Regions from separate parts of the Sus scrofa genome. Here region 2 is linked to region 1. The links are chromatin contacts, called in public HiChIP or PLAC-seq maps. All regions are on one chromosome and are shown on one strand. Each heading gives the region's core, a stretch centred on a gene start, on an enhancer-like site or on the middle of the called end of the contact. The rest is flanking DNA. Distances are from core to core; before and after follow the strand shown. Region 1 overlaps PDE4D (cAMP-specific 3',5'-cyclic phosphodiesterase 4D). Region 2 overlaps PDE4D (cAMP-specific 3',5'-cyclic phosphodiesterase 4D).

Evidence for each region. HiChIP or PLAC-seq counts read pairs in DNA pulled down with a chosen protein or histone mark.
Region 2: a contact with region 1 is called in an H3K27ac HiChIP or PLAC-seq map of skeletal muscle. The contact joins two enhancer-like sites. A contact is called at or near these places in 4 of 47 Hi-C or Micro-C datasets (fetal liver, fetal skeletal muscle, mesenchymal stem cells and 1 more) and 1 of 2 datasets of contacts at active chromatin or transcription factors (skeletal muscle).

What each region holds. Positions count from the first base shown.
Region 1 is chr16:38,397,370-38,402,099 of Sscrofa11.1, reverse strand. The region is part of intron 5 of PDE4D (cAMP-specific 3',5'-cyclic phosphodiesterase 4D); the gene reads left to right. Among named protein-coding and RNA genes, the nearest start is that of MIR582, 180 kb to the left of the region's middle. Within about 2 kb of position 1,484, at least 5 of the 83 cell types and tissues checked have an H3K27ac peak or open chromatin away from gene starts, as enhancers often do. A contact at or near this core is called in skeletal muscle, where this site is marked.
Region 2 is chr16:38,538,611-38,543,897 of Sscrofa11.1, reverse strand. The region is part of intron 5 of PDE4D (cAMP-specific 3',5'-cyclic phosphodiesterase 4D); the gene reads left to right. Among named protein-coding and RNA genes, the nearest start is that of MIR582, 39 kb to the left of the region's middle. Within about 2 kb of position 3,032, at least 2 of the 83 cell types and tissues checked have an H3K27ac peak or open chromatin away from gene starts, as enhancers often do. A contact at or near this core is called in skeletal muscle, where this site is marked.

The DNA of each region.
Region 1 (4,730 bases), core at 235-2,734:
GTTTCCGTGGGACTGTTTGTCCTGTGACGTTACTGGAGCTCGTTTATCTGGAGATGAGCACGCAGTGGCCTCAGGAAACACAGCCGGCTTCACTGGGCGACGCATGGCACAGGAAGCAATGGGGAGGGGGAACATTTTTCTCTCTGTCTATTTTTCATAATGCTTAAAAATGAAAGTGTTTATAATTGCAAGGTTTGTTTTTGATGAAGGGAAGTGTTTTGCTTGTTTTTCAGTTTTACTAAGCAGCTTATCAAAGTTAGTAAGCAGTTTTCTTAGGGACAGTCCTTTTCCCATTCTTCTGTCTTATTCACTAATGTGGACGATCCTCTATGATCATAAAATGACTGAGGTCTTCTAAGAGAGAAAGTGGTGCAGAATAAGGCATACCATCTAATTCTGTAAGAAACCTCAAGCAACGAATTAACTCCAGGACAGATAGGGAGCAGAAATGGTACCAGAAATGGTATCAGAAACCCCGGTGTGTGAAATTCAAATGGAAACAGGCAGAAAACTCTATTTGGAGTTCATTTTTTATACTTATCCTAGGAATATTTTCATGGTTCAAAACCGATATTTGCTAACTACCTAAATACATGTTAGACTATCTATAAACATTCACAAAATATGTCTATAATCATCAGGTACGCACTGTAGTATGGGTTTTATTAGAGTTTTACGTAGACCACAAGTTTTGTGCTTTTGCAGGTACACTTTGATTTATATCTTCTCTGTGAGAAGAAATGAGGGGGATGTGTGTGTGTGAAATGTATAGATAAGAGAAAAGGAAAAAGAAGTGAGACAGAGAGAGCCTCTGCCTGTGGTATTGGTTGGCACCAGTTTCAAAAGCCAACTACCCCAATTTAGAGAATTTTCATGTAGGACTAATTAAATTACAAGCTAATTGGGCAGGATCGGTGTTAAGCCTACTGACGGAGCTTCATAAATATTCATATTAATGCTGATAGAAGATGTTCTGTTCCCAAATTTCTAAACCACGTGCCTTGCGAATGTTGGAAAGTCAGTGTTGTTCTGCTCCTGACCTTTTCTGTCCCTTTTAAGGATAATTCTTTCTCGGGTTAACTGACATATAGACCCGCAGCAATACAGCCCCTCTGTAAATTGAGGAATTTTTTCTGTGTGCAGTGCTCTGAAAATGGCAGGCTTTTCAGAATCACAGCCTCTAGACTGTTCATGGCAAACTACGTAAGCAACTTGCCTCTATCACAAGATTCCTTGCCTGCAATTTACACTTTACTAAGAGCACATGTTAAAAATTGTTGGCAATTCCTCTAGCCTTTTTGGAAACAAAATGGTCTTCTCAAAGTATAGCTTTGGTGCATTAAGTGTTACTCTGGCTTAAATTAGTTAATGTGCAGATTAAAAATCGGACACATACCCGGAAGTAACTCAGGACTGGGGAATCACCGTCTTGCTCCTTGATTGCCCTTTGTGTAAAACAGTGTAGTAAAGCTGTTTGTGTGTGGCTAGCAACTGTATCTAAGCCTTGGGTTTATAGGAAAATAAAGTGCACTCCAGTTCCATGAGCACACATATGAGTATTGACCTTGATTCATAGTATTTGCTTCAAACCATACTCCAAATAAACAGCCTTTTAAAATTTAATTTCTCCCACATTTCTATATGGTTATTCTTAGTTCAAAAACAAATATTTAAATGCTAGCCACTCAAGCATATGCCAAGTAAATTTCATTTTTTCCCCCTACAGGGCTGGATTGATTCTCAGATACATGTTACATGAGCTTTATTTTGGTTAACTTGTTTCTTTTTATAAAAACTTGTTTATTAAATTTATAAATGTGGGAGACTATACACTGTTCTATAATCCCATCCTGAGTTTCAGTCTCAGCGAAAACTTTTTTCTCTTTGTTCAGCATTCTTTTTAGTGTGTTGGAGTGACAGCTGCACCTTATCTGAAATATCAATTAATATAAAAACCTTTTACATTCTCAATAAACAATCACTTACCATCTTCATATCTTCATATTCGTCAGTAGTCAACATTCAGACTTTAGTGGTTGACAAATATATAAGTGCTTACTATAGACCGTGTCCTTTTCTCCCTTCTGGAGAAGAAGGGATAGAATTATAAGTGCATCAAATATTATAGCGGAGAGGTAGGAGGGGTGCCTTAGGATCAATAAGAGGAGATATAAATGTAATAGTAGAGGTGGGTGGGGAAGAGGTGGGGGATGGTGTTAGGACAGGTAACTTTTCTAGAATTTACCTGGAAGTTGTGGCATGTGGGGTTCAGGGGTGGGAAAAAGTGGAGAAATGAGATAGAGTCAGATAGTACAAGATTTGCTATTAACTCAAGGACAGTTGCCTTTTTTTTTCTTCTTCTTCTTTCTGGCTGTGGTGTGCAGCAGCTTGATGTGGGATCTGAGTTCCCAGACCAGGGATTCAATCTGGGCTAGAGTGGTAAAAACTCAGTCTTAATCACTAGACCACCAGAGAACTCCCCTCCGGGAGAGTTTAGAACCCACTGTGGTTGGCTGGTGAAGGATGGAGCACAGAAGGGCATGTGATGATGTGCAAGGCTGGTTAAGAAGTCATGTCTGTAGTGAAGGCAAAGGGTGGGGATGACCTGGATTAGGAAACAAAAACCATTCTGTCTTTTACCTGTGAAATAATTCTTGGCCTTGTCTCCCCTCCATGCCAGGTTCAGATTCCCCATTATACGGCAAGAGATTAGACAGACAGTCGTGCTTCTCTTTCTATTTTATTGTAACTTGATTGTTCTCTGCAAGATGGGCCACATCTCTCAGATACCATGTCAGGAATGTATTTATGTAAAGTCAGGACACCTGCTCCTTCTAGCCATCTTTTCTCTGGTCCTGGTTCTCAGGCCTCAGGTCCTCTCTCTCCAAGGTCACTGCACATCATTCACTATTGCTGTTCCTATCCTGCCTTTTTTTTCCCATTAGTTTTATTTTGCAGTCGAGTTTTTTTTTTAGGAATGATCCCCTAATTCTTTGGATCTCTTGAAATACACCTAGTTAATGGTGGAGAGCTCTCAGGATGTAAGCATATCTTTAAACCTCAGTAGTAGAAGAGTTCTTTGCATATCTAAAGGACCAACTCCATGACATCTTTGAAACTGAAGAGTTTCTCATAGAAATACATATGAACAGTTCTTTTTTTTTTCTTTTAAAAGCAGCAAAAAACTGAAAATAGTAACATTATTCTGTGAATTAGTAGTTGAAATGTGAGGATTTAAAAAGCTTTTACTGGTTTAAAAAAAAAACAAACAAACAAACTGTGAAGTCAGTCCTGAGCCCTTTTATACCTTTTTTGAAGGAAAGGTTCCATGAAACGTGTCTCTTTCCTGTCATCTTAAATCTCCTTTTCTCTTGTTCTCCTTTTAGTTGTCCTTCTCTCTTGCAAAACGCATTCTCATACGAGCCTTGCGGTGCCTACGAGCCACTTCTCTCCAGTACTCATGCCCTAAATCCCTCCTGGGGCCCTTCTTGCCTCAGTGCCTTTGATTATCATTTGGGATTCAGGTCTACAAAGCTTTTAAGCACCTTTGTCTTAAATCACAGGGAGGTACTTCAGTCAGCAGCTAAGGATTACATGTGCAAAAGGCATGCTCGATGGTCACTGGCAACAGCTGTGGGATGAGAACAGACCTATAAAGATGTCAGTGCTGAAATAGCGGTTCTCTATGGGAGGAGGAGAAGAGTGGGTTCCCTTTGTCCCCAATCCAATTGTCTTGATTACTTCCAGTGCTTTCCCGCAGGACTAAATATTTGATCTTACTTAGACTATTGCATTACCCTCTTACTCAATTTCCTTACTTGTTCTCTCCCTCCTTCAGTCTCATCCTCATGTAGTATTATAAAAAACAGTAAATAGGTTACTTTGTATCACTTTCTGCTCAAAGCCATCCAATGGCTTCCCATATCCTTTAGAGTCAAAGTCTCAAGTTCTTGCCCTGTCTTTTAAAGGTCAGTGTGATCTGATCTCTGCCATCTACCTCCTAGAGATCTGACCTCTTCTCAAGCCACCTTCCCCTCACCCACTCACTCCCACCACTCTGTCTTCACTGCTGCTCCTCGAACATTATTCTGTGGATTAGTAGTTGAAATGTGAGGATTTTCCTTGCTCCTTGTTTGCCTCATGGCCTTTGCACTTACTGTGCCCCCTGCCAGGGAACCTCTTCCTCTCAGTATCTGCATGGCTGGTCCTATCCTGGGCTTCAGATCACTGCTCATTTGTCACCTTTCCAGTGAATGCTTCCCTGCTATACAATTCTTGCCATCCTGAAAGCCTCTGCTCTATTTTTCTTCATAATGCCTGTGACCTCCTGTGCCTTTTGTTTCCCTGTTTATTGACCATCTTCCTCTAACAAGAATGTAATCCTATGAGGGCAAGGGCTTTTGTTTGCTTCTTTACAGTTGCACCCCCCAGGCACCTCTTATGTACCTAGAAGGGTACATAGCACATAACAGATACTCAATAATTGTCTGTAGGAAGAAGGGAGAGAGGAAGAAAAGGAAGGAAGGAAAGAAGGAAGGGAGGGAGGGAGGAAGGAGAAAGAGAGAAGTAGGGAAAGAGGGAGGAATGTGGGGATGGAAAAGGAGGAAGATTGGAAAAAAGCTAGGGAGGAAGGAAGGAGAGGAGAAAGTCCAACTTAGTGTGACTGTCTCCAACTTACGTTAAACTTTTAAGTTTAACCTAATGTTACTAAGACTTTAACACTTCTTAAT
Region 2 (5,287 bases), core at 1,783-4,282, 140 kb before region 1:
TTGTTATCGTCTTTTTCCTTACCTGTATTGGGTTTCTTTGGGATAGAAATTTTATGTTGGGAAAAATACAAGATTTAGTGACCTGAGGCAGAAAAAGTTTATTTACAAGAAATTCAGATAATCCTCCATTAACTTGGAGTTCTATTTGGAATGTCAGCCCCAGATCAGTCCTTGGAACATTGTAATGTTACTCTAGCAACTGAAGGGGGACATAAAGCAAAGAAGTCTGTCCATTAGCATTGATTCCCAAGGTAGTGGTTACTTTGTTTGCCATAATACCTGGGGATAGCTCAAGGCACAGACTCAAGTTTCTGCTATGGAAAATTTACTCTTATCACCCTAGGAAGACTCTGGAGAGACAACCACTTGATATTCCTTTGGCAATGTTTCAAGTTTATGTGTATGGTGTATTAAGTCCACTTTTAGGGAAGCATGTAGCTATAGAGAAGCAAGAAGTCATGATAATGAAAAGAATAGTTATCTTATATTGGTGATTAGCTATAGACTCCACAGACATGTTTTAGCAATATACTTTTTGGAGATAGGATGGCATTCCAAAAAATTCTATCCTTAGGAAATTGGCAGTATCTAAAGATAATGAGGGAAATATGCTCATCTTAGTCTAATGTATAGAACTTTCTTTGCCATTTAAAAAATTAGTTTCTCTTGTGTGTAAATAGGTTAGCTTTCATCAAGAATAAAATGTTGTTATTGACATCAGAACTTTCATTGACTCTACAAATTCCTTGTCAACATTATGACTGTTCCTAAGATGCATCCAAATGAAAGAAATGCTTTCAAAACTAGGCAAACCTTGGTTACTTTGGTTTCAATTTTCAAACAAAGTATAAATCTTTATTTTTTATATACTGTTTATATTTTGTATGTTTTTTCCTGCCCTTAAATATTGATTTCTCAGAACTGGGTACTGAACCCAATGTATCAAACTCCAAAATAGAAAACAGATAAAACTGAACCATTATGGTTGAGTTAGGACAGGGATGAGTCTCAAGGTTCACTATTCACAGGTCTTCTTCCACCTTATCCCTCTCTGCTACATTTTCACTCAAACTTTTTATCAAAAGATCTTTGTTTTTAATTCCCAGGTCTGTGGCATCCATTTGATAAGTTTCTCCTTGAGTCTGAGCTCCATCAAACCATATAACCAATGCCCTAGACTCATTTTCCTCATCCCTCTCTCTTTTCACATTTAGTCAATCATTGCTATTTCCTTATCGCAAGAATAGGCAGGTATCTCTCTTTTCTCCCCTATTCTTGTGTCTTAATTCAGGCCATCAGTTTTTTGTTTTTTTTGTTTGTTTGTTTGCTTTTTGCACTATTTTCCTATGGACCTCTCTGATTTTATGCTTCTGATTCATTTGTTAATATTTTCTAAACTTTTTGACCTTATATATCATAAGCAAAGGAAAAAAAAAGATTGACTATGAACTCCTAATATGTTTATTTAGGTAGCCGTGAATTTATATGTTTTATATATATACACACACACACTGATATGTAAAGTTAAAACCACACATACCGAATTATTTAAGATTTAAACATGCGCATGGACACACACACACTTTTATATTTCTTCTTATACCCTATGTATGGATGGCTTGACGGTGCTCTAGCATGTGCATACCCCACTTTGGAGACTCTGGCTCTATGTCTGATAGAGAATCTTTCTGAAACCAAACCTCATACTTAAAGTCCTTCAATAGACCTCACTGATTGGTAGATAAAAATCTAAATTCTTAACTCAGAAGACAAGGCTGTTCGTGAACCAACTGTTGACTGCTTCTCAAATCTAAACTAAAATAATACCTCTGTGGAGTTCCTGTTGTGGCTCAGCAGAAACAAATCTGACTGGCATCCATGAGGATGTGGGTTTGATCCCTGGCCTAGCTCAGCGGGTTAAGGATCTGGCATTGCTGTGAGCTGTGGCATAGGTCACAGAAGTGGCTCAGATCCTGCATTGCTGTGGCTGTGGTGTACCTCCATATATTGCAGGTGTGGCCCTAAAAAAGACAAAATAAATAAATAAATAATAAAATAATAATAAAATAATACCTCTAAAATCTCTTATTAAACAATTTATACTTGATAAAATATTAAATAATTTGAACTTGTCCAAATAAATGTGTTAATACATTGCTTCTTTGAACAGGCACAGACTTAGCTGGGTTGTTTCGACTAGGACATTACAGCAAGACTATGTGGCATGAAATATCTACATGATTCTCACCACAAAAATGTCAATAAACAAAGATTATTAAATTTTTGGAGGGTATTGAAGAATAAAATGCATATGTGGGGTCCTGTAGCCTTTATACATGTCAGTCCTTGGGAAATTAGGGAGTGAGAGAAACAGAATAAAATGTATTAGCATCAGAATTTTCATCAGCTCTACAAATTTCTTGTCAACATAATGAGTTTCTAAAGTACATTGGAATGAAAGAAATGCCCCCCCCCCTTTTTAAGAAAATGCTTATAAAAACAGCTGAACATTTGTTACTTTGGCTCCAATTTTAAAACAAAATTCTACATCTTTTTGTTTGTTTGTTTTGAAATATAGTTGATTTACAGTGTTTCAGATATACAGCCAGGAGATTTAGCTACATGTATTTATGTATCTTTTTCAGATCCTCTTCCACTATAGGTTATTATAAGATATTGAATGTAGTTCTCTGTGCTATAGAGCAGGTTCTTGATGGTTATCTGTTTTATCTATAGTACTGTGTATCTGTTAATCCCAAATTCCTAAATTTTCCCTCCCCTCCTTACCCTTTGGTAACCATAGTTTGTTTTCTATGTCTTCGAATCAATTTCTATTTTGTAAATAAGTTCATGTATATCATTTTTTAGATTCCTCATTTAAGTGATATATGATATTTGTTTTTGTCTATCTGACGTACTTCCTTTGGTGAAAATAGGAGATATTTCCTATGTATGTATTGAGATGAGATAAGCTTAAGAAAAAGAGCAGAGCTGAATGTTATGTTATCCTGCTAACCTTTGTCAGGCCTTTCTGCCTTGGTGTGGTTCAAATTTCTGCTGTATATTTTGATACTTTCCATCTCCATAGCAGTTGCCCAGGAATATGTTGCCAGAAATGACACTGAAAATGCAATTAATTTATAAATAGATCCTCCTGTGTCATAGAAGCCATTATTTAGGAAATTATATGAGGTATTGTGGGAGATTGAACATATGATAGAATAGGTCATTTGCTCAGAAAAATATAAATAGATAGAAATATCAAAATATAACCAAGGAAACATCAGGCAGATGAAATTAAATGATTGTTCAATATTTCTTTCATATGGCAAAGAGATTTAAAATTGAATTTCTAAATAAGCAAATGGGTAATTTCTAAATCTCATACTCCATGTAATTGTTTAAAAAATATATAACTTTTTTTTCTAGAAGTGTTAGAGAAACAAAAAGCAAAGTTTTATAGGAATCATTGACTCATTTATTAAAGAAATAAATATTTTAAGCCTAGAGCATATTAGACCAGGGTTAACATTTTCCCACTTTATATTTAATCTTTGGTGAAGAATCCTAGATGTCTGTTTGTACATACATTACCTTATTCATAAAAGAAGGGGTAGAATGAGAAATGTCTGCAGTATGTAAATTGTTTTGAAAGGGAGACAATTGAATAATAAAGAGCAGAAGTAAAAGTTATCTTTCTGGAAGCTAGGGATTTCTCTCACTCTTCTCTGCCTGCTTTCCACTGTTTGACCTATGAAATATTATAAAATTAAAATATAAAACAATGAGTGTCTAATTGTTCAAGTTCCTTTCATTGAGGGTGACTTGCCTGGGTTCTTAGATGCAATTGAGAGGGTACATGTGGTTTCCTTAAATAGTGCCTTTCTTTCTTTTGAGTTTATAAAAGTGTTTTAGGAATAGCAAACTAACAGTGCAACAGTAGTGTTTAGTTCTCCTAATTTGTCATTTTTACCCTTTTTCAGAGTAAACTCTATGAGTAATGTGATCATATGCATGGGAAACTGAAATTAAAGTGTTCAAACTGTTGTGACAAACAACAGATATTCAGGGTCAGTGCAAGTAAAGCTACAGATAATCACTCCATCTGCTCCATTGTTGGCAAGAATGAGGCCCAGATGTTGCAGTGTACCTTTTCTTTCTCCTAGACCTTGGTCATTGACAAATTAGATTTACAAAGAGAAATCTAGATTGCTCAGGCTTTCCCCTGAGATCATGTAAAAGAGTTCCTCTCCATCTAAAGTATTTTCTTATTTTCCTGCTGATCCCATAGTTTGGGCTAGTAGATCCATTAGAAGAAAGTGGAGGGAGGCCTCAATGAAACCTTCCACAGGGCACAGGTGGTTGGACCTATGATCACTGAACTGATGCTGCTGCTAGTCTCCAGGCCACCAAGCCAGCCCCAATGGACTTTCCACCTAATACTTAAAAAAAAATAGATTTAGTGGGGAGAAACAGGCCCCTTATGCTATTTTCTTTGTCTTTCTTAACAGATAAATAATTGCACTGCAGTCAGCTTTTCTGTAGTGACAAGCAGCCCCAATCTCAGTGTCTTAAAATTCCAAACTTGCATTTCTTGCTTAAATTACACATAGGTGCTGCTCATCTGCAGCTCTGCTCTGCATGCCTTCTTGTTCTAGAATTTGGGCTGAAAGGAACAATCCCTACATGACGTGTGCTGCTCTTACAGTAGAGGGAGAAGTGCAAGAGGAAACTTAAGATGCTTGTTAGAGTTCTTGCTCTGAAACGACTCTCACTTCCATTCATTTTCCATTGACCCAAGCAAGTTTATGATCAGGTACACAATGAGGTGAAGCAATATATTCCCTCTACAAGAAGGTCTAGAAATTCACTTGGCAAATCTAGACAAAGCAGTGAATTGTTACAAGAAATAATGCAACCCAGTACAGTATAATATAGTGGGTAAATGCCTACCCCAAAGCCACAGCCACCTCCTACGTTGCAATATTCTTTCGTATCTTTTCTTCCCATCTAAAAAGAACCATTCTTGATTCATCTGAACCTGATTTTTACAGACCTATAAAGAGGGCAAGAGAAATGCAGTGGGCTCAGGAAGAAGTGGGGCCATTGCCATATGTGTGATTTATTCCAGACTCTGTGCAGTTTCTACTTCATTCCTGGATAACTTATGATGGAAGATTAATAGGCCTGTGTGGTAAATTCCTTACGTACAAGTTTATTTACCTAATTTTATCTCAGAGATTACAATCCAATTTTTGGTCACATGAACATGCAATAAAGAGGGACA